2 separate regions of the Mus musculus genome follow, and region 1 is linked to region 2. A link is a contact called in public HiChIP or PLAC-seq data. All regions are on one chromosome and are shown on one strand. Each heading gives the region's core, a stretch centred on a gene start, on an enhancer-like site or on the middle of the called end of the contact. The rest is flanking DNA. Distances are from core to core; before and after follow the strand shown.

Region 1 (2,804 bases), core at 186-2,685, 2.1 Mb before region 2:
CCCAGGAGGAGCCACCAAATTGAGAGGAAGCGATTAAAGACATCTAAATCAGACCTCTCTAAACCTTCAGGCCACTGAAACTGTGCCCTGCCATCTCCAGCTGCCACCACATGAAAATGAAAGGTCTGTTTTCTCTGACAGATAGGAACCATCCAGTGATAAGACCACCACCCACCTCCTCACTGTGAGCAGAGGGCAGGGGCACTTTCAGGCTCCTGGGGCACGAACTGTCCTCATTGTCTGTTCCAGGAGTGGATCCTAGACCTCAAGCTAGAAGGCTCTGGTGGTTTGGGCCAGGTCTCAAAGGCAGCTGTTGGGACTGCCCTAGTTTCCCATTCTTCCTGAATGGAACTGAAATGCCAGCTCCATGAATTTTCACCTTGCCTCGGAGTAAATGCTATTCTACTGCTCACATCCTCACACACCTCCTCCCTGTGGGTTTGGAGTTGGTGGATGACAAGGCCAAGCTGTAGGCCACTGTGCTGTCATGTGTGACACACAGATCTAACTAGCAACTTCACCAATCCCTGCCCAAGCACCTTCGCCCTCTCCCTTCCCTAGCTTCCATCTTGATACCCACCAAGAAAACAGGGAAGGCTGGTTACCACTTTATCACCGAGCGAAGCACGGCAGCCCAGGCCTCCCTTCCAGGCAGGTATGGGAGGCTTTCTGCTCTCCGCGCACCGCCTCCAGCCCCTTCAGGCCAGGAGGGCCTCACCCGGCAGAGCTGCCACGCCTGGCGCCACCCTCCCCAGCACCTAGCTTGGCTACCTGGAACTCCACAGACATCTCCCAGGCCCAGTGTGAGCGGCCTTGACTGTGTTAAGACACTCGGAAAAAGGAAAACAAATCCGACCAAACCCTAGGTCATCCTCATCCCGATTTTCCCTAAACAGCCACTAGAACCCAGGGCCTCGGGGCCTGGGAAGTCCCCGCTGGGACAGAGGAGCCAGCCTCAGAGTAAGCTAGTTAAAACCGGAGAGGCTAGGGTGGAAGGGATTCCTTCCTTCCATCCGATGGTGGAGCAGGCGGAGCAGAAACAAGCTCTTTCTGCGGGAGGGGATCAGAAGGGGCCCGGTGCCGTCCCAAAACTACTTGAAGAAGGGTGCCCAGCGCCCAGCACCCAGACTGGTGCGGGACACGGAACCCAAGCCGGCTCCCCCGCCCACATCAACTCCAATGGGCCCGGCTCCACCCGTCAGGTGTCTGTCCTCCCTCAGGTGGCTTGCCAACGCCGGCGTCCCCACCTGGCCTCAGTCCGTGCTCAGGAGCAGGTGCACAAGAGTTCACACCGCCGCAGCACAGGAGCTCCCCCGACGGCTAGGTGCGGCTGGGAACCGCGGGCTCCTCTGCGGCCGGCACAGGCCCGCACCTGCCCACCTCGGTGCCCAGTGCTCAGAGCCTAGCCCTGGATGCCACAGCCCCTGCACGGTCTGGTCACGCCCTCCAGGTGTGGCCACATCCCCCGGAGTTCAGGATTGGTGCATTGCGAGAAATCTGATCCTCTGCGTTCCTGGGCCGCCGGCCCCGCCCTGCCTCTTCGTCACCCTACGCCCCTGCCACCGAGGGAGCGGTCCCTGTGTGGGCCTCACCCTGCGGGTGTCCGATCGTCCTGGGGACTTTGGGGGGGAGGGTTCTAGGAGTTCACGTCGAAATAGAAGAGCGTCGCCCCTCCCGTAGTGACCCTGCACAAGTGAGGGTTCTGAGACTGGGCCCCAGAACTAGCACGAGGACCTGCGTAGGTGGACTTGGCTTTGAGAAGCTACTCCAGGACTTGTCAATGCACCTTCCAGGACTGCCCGTGGACCCCGTGTTCTACCTTAAGTTCTATCTATTCAAAGGCGACCGCAATTTTCACTTTTTCCATTCTCCATGAAGTGCTAGTTGAAAGCACAGACCCTGGAGCCAGTTGTGGCGTTCAAACCCCCACCCCACCTCGCCCCTGTCTTTATCGGACACTAGAGACCTAAGAAAGTTTTCTCAGCAACCTGAGCTTCCGTTTCTTTTCTGTAGAGTGGGATTTCTAAATCGCCTGCCTGGTAGATTATGTGGGCATTCAATATGTGTCTATAAAGTACATAGCACGTTTGGTTATTATTGAAGTGAGGGTAGAATATCCCACAATACCTTGCAGAGTAAGAGTCTTTTCTGCCACCTGGAGTTCATGTCCTGTGTGCCTGACAAGTGCCACCCACCTGCCCTATCCATTGATCAACTATGAAAGCAGCGTCCAGGCAGTGAGGCAAACCCTTCACCACCAAACGCCGCTGAAACAAGGAGATGGAACATGGGCAAGGCACTTAGGAGGAAGACTGAGGGTGTAGCTCCTTTTTAGAGTGTTTCCCTAGTATATCAAGGCCCTGGGTGAGAACCTCCCCACTGTCCTAAGAATAACAGCAATGAAAGGCGTCCACCACTCAGGAGACTGAGGTGGGAAGACCAAGCCTTCCTAACCTAATACTGTATAGAGTGAAGTTAGTATTAGTTGTCATCTAGACAGCCAGAGGACAGCCCTCTGGACAATGGGGGTGGGGGTGGGATGGGGTTGTATTGATTAAGGTTAGCCTCTGAGAATGTCTTCGAGGGATTGTCTTGATTAAACTAATTGATGTGGGAAGGCCCATCTTAATTGTAAGCAGAATCATTCACTGAGCAAAAAGTGGAGAAGCTAAGCCAAGCTTTAGCGTGTGTGAATCTCTGTTCCCAGCTAAGGAAACTTGAAGCTCCTGAATATTGAAGCCCCAGGATTGACAGGCTGTGCACTCTTGAATGCAGTCAGGAAAAACTTTTCTCCCTTAAGTTTC
Region 2 (2,806 bases), core at 107-2,606:
GCCCAGTAGGACCCTGATGCTTCCGGAGCTCTGCCCTCATCCGGTCCCGGGATGTGCAAGTACACGGTTAGCTTATGCACAGACTTTGGTTACTGGTGGGGTACAGGAGGCAGGCAGGGGCTGCACCTGTCCATTACCTCCTTCAGTCCTCTGCGTGGATGGAGCCGCTCAGCTCAATCAACGCAAAGGCCTGCTTCTGAGGAAGCCTCTTTCTTTGGGCGGACGGAAATGCTTTCTGGCGCTCTCCTTCCAAGATAACCTGAGGCTAAACGCTGCGGAGCGAGCGCAGAGAAAGGCCTGGCAGCTCCAGCAAACCACAGCGTAGAGAACGCCTGCCTTGGGCTCCTCTTACATCTTCACAAGCTTGACCCCGCCCCTCTTCTCGGCAACTCCCCGATTGGTTTTCTGGACTTCCGAAACGCTCAATGATTGGATGGAGGGTCGCACTACGCGATACGAGATGCCCTGGGGGCGGGGACTGCCGGCAAGAGCCAGGCGCGGTGAGCTCTGCTTCACTTAGTCAGCAAGCGGCGCAGGCGAGCGCGCTGAACCGGGTGGGACCTAGGAGCCGGCGAGGAGCACTAAGGGGCGGCGGGGCGGGGAGCCGGGAGGCATGGCGCGGCCCGATGACGAGGTGGGGCCGGCCGTGGCGCCCGGGCACCCGCTGGGGAAGGGATACCTTCCAGTGCCCAAGGGCGCCCCGGACGGGGAGGCGCGCTTGGTACCGCAAAACGGGCCTGAGGCGCTGAACGGAGGCCCCGGGCTCGGCCCGCTGATCGCGGGAGCCCAGGGCGGGCCGCAAGCCCTGATAGCGGCGGAGGAGGAGACCCAGGCCCGGCTGTTGCCCGCGGGCGACGGGGAGGACGTCCCATGCCCCGCGTGTCCCCCGCGCACAGCGCTGTCGCCGAGGCGCTTCGTGGTGCTGCTCATCTTCAGCCTTTACTCGCTGGTGAACGCCTTCCAGTGGATCCAGTACAGCAGCATCAGCAACGTGTTCGAGGACTTCTACGAGGTGTCGCCGCTGCACATCAACTGGCTGTCCATGGTGTACATGGTGGCCTACGTGCCCCTCATCTTCCCGGCCACCTGGCTGCTGGACACGCGAGGCCTGCGGCTCACGGCGCTGCTGGGCTCCGGCCTCAACTGCCTGGGAGCCTGGGTCAAGTGCGGCAGCGTGCAGCGGCACCTCTTCTGGGTCACCATGCTGGGGCAGATCCTGTGCTCCGTGGCCCAGGTCTTCATCCTGGGCTTGCCCTCCCCCGTCGCCTCGGTATGGTTTGGACCCAAGGAGGTGTCGACGGCTTGTGCCACAGCAGTGCTGGGCAATCAGGTAAAGACTGGAACGTCTAGATAACTGGGATCCTTTCAGGCTGGTAGGAAGTCATAGGCCGGGCTGGGGCAACGGTCTGTGGGTAAAGTGCATACTATAGAAGCGTGAAGACTGGGCTCCAGCACCACGAGAAAAGCCTGGCACGGTGGCTCCAGGGTGTATTCCCAGCCAGCACTGACAGGTGAGGAGGACAGCTCCTGAGAAAGGACACCGAGGTTGCCCTCTGGCCTACACACAGGCGCACACACGGGCACGCTTGGAAACTGGCGGTAAAAGAGATCTCAGGTGTTTTTGTCGCCACTGCAGAAGAAAGGTCTTGAGATCTGGAAAGTTTGTTTCCATGTTAAATGTCCTTGGAACAGCCCTGATTTAATTGTATTAGTATTAGTAGTCAGCCCAGCTTGGCACCTACTGGTCACGTATAAGTGAATGTTCAATAAATGCTCCGGTGATAAAGACTTGGCAGTATTACTGAGTCCAGCTATTAGTTCTTAACCGTGAGACAGTGGAAGGCAAATCACTGATCAAGAATGGTTAGTGGGATAAGTCAAGGCTTCCTTAAGAAATGATCTTGTTTTTTTCTACCATCATAAATTCAAATGCCACTAGAATAACAGAAATAATAGTAGGTAAAAGGTTTTTGTATGTGATTTATTTATTTAAAACGGTCTCTTCCACTGTGTAGGGCAGGCTGGTCTGGAAATCACAGTGTCCCCCTGGCTGGCCTCAAACTTGACAATCTTGCTTCAGGCTCCCAAACACCACCATGAGTCACCACAATATTATGTTTGCATTTGTTAATTTTAGGCTTGTTATTGTAACTTAAAATTTTGCTAGAGGGCACTTGTGACACCTGATGTTTTTGTCACCACTGTAAATGTCACATTTTAAAAGATGCTTAGTATTCATTCAGTTGAAGGAAATCTAGTTTAAAAAAAAAATCTATAATCCTTTCTATACATATATTGTTACCTGCCGCCATGTAACTAGAAAATGTTACTTTCTTACTTCAAGTCTCACTTGGGTCAAGATCATGGTTTAAAATACCCCAAGAGACTAAATATGTGTGCCTATTTTATTAGTTACTTTCTTTTTCTAAGTCACTTAATTGCTATGTATCAAAAACAATTTATTACTGATACATTGATTGGTTGTTTCTTTTTTTTTTTTTAAGATTTATTTATTATTATATGTAAGTACACTGTAGCTGTCTTCAGACACACCAGAAGAGGGAGTCAGATCTTGTTACGGATGGTTATGAGCCACCATGTGGTTGCTGGGATTTGAACTCTGGACCTTCGGAAGAGCAGTCGGGTGCTCTTACCCACTGAGCCATCTCACCAGCCCCCGGTTGTTTCTTTATGTTTAGATAGCAGATGTTTTTTAAAAGGTATTTTTTTGGTTCTGAATTGTTTTCGAGGTAAATGCTTCATTAAGCATAACAAAAATATCAACTCCATATTTATGAAGTATTAA

Evidence for each region. HiChIP or PLAC-seq counts read pairs in DNA pulled down with a chosen protein or histone mark.
Region 1: a contact with region 2 is called in an H3K27ac HiChIP or PLAC-seq map of large pre-B cells, with 4 times the contacts expected there. The contact joins the promoter of Irf6 here to the promoter of A230020J21Rik in region 2. A contact is called at or near these places in 3 of 39 promoter capture datasets (the C10 cell line, the HPC-7 cell line and pre-B cells) and 1 of 115 datasets of contacts at active chromatin or transcription factors (large pre-B cells).

What each region holds. Positions count from the first base shown.
Region 1 is chr1:193,151,743-193,154,546 of GRCm38.p6, reverse strand. Irf6 (interferon regulatory factor 6) reads right to left here and starts at 1,435. Exons shown (of 8, transcript NM_016851.2): 1 at 1,248-1,435.
Region 2 is chr1:191,023,901-191,026,706 of GRCm38.p6, reverse strand. It overlaps A230020J21Rik (RIKEN cDNA A230020J21 gene), which reads right to left and starts at 1,356. Exons shown (of 2, transcript NR_027298.1): 1 at 138-1,356. Flvcr1 (feline leukemia virus subgroup C cellular receptor 1) reads left to right here and starts at 517. Exons shown (of 10, transcript NM_001081259.1): 1 at 517-1,330. The coding sequence starts at 614.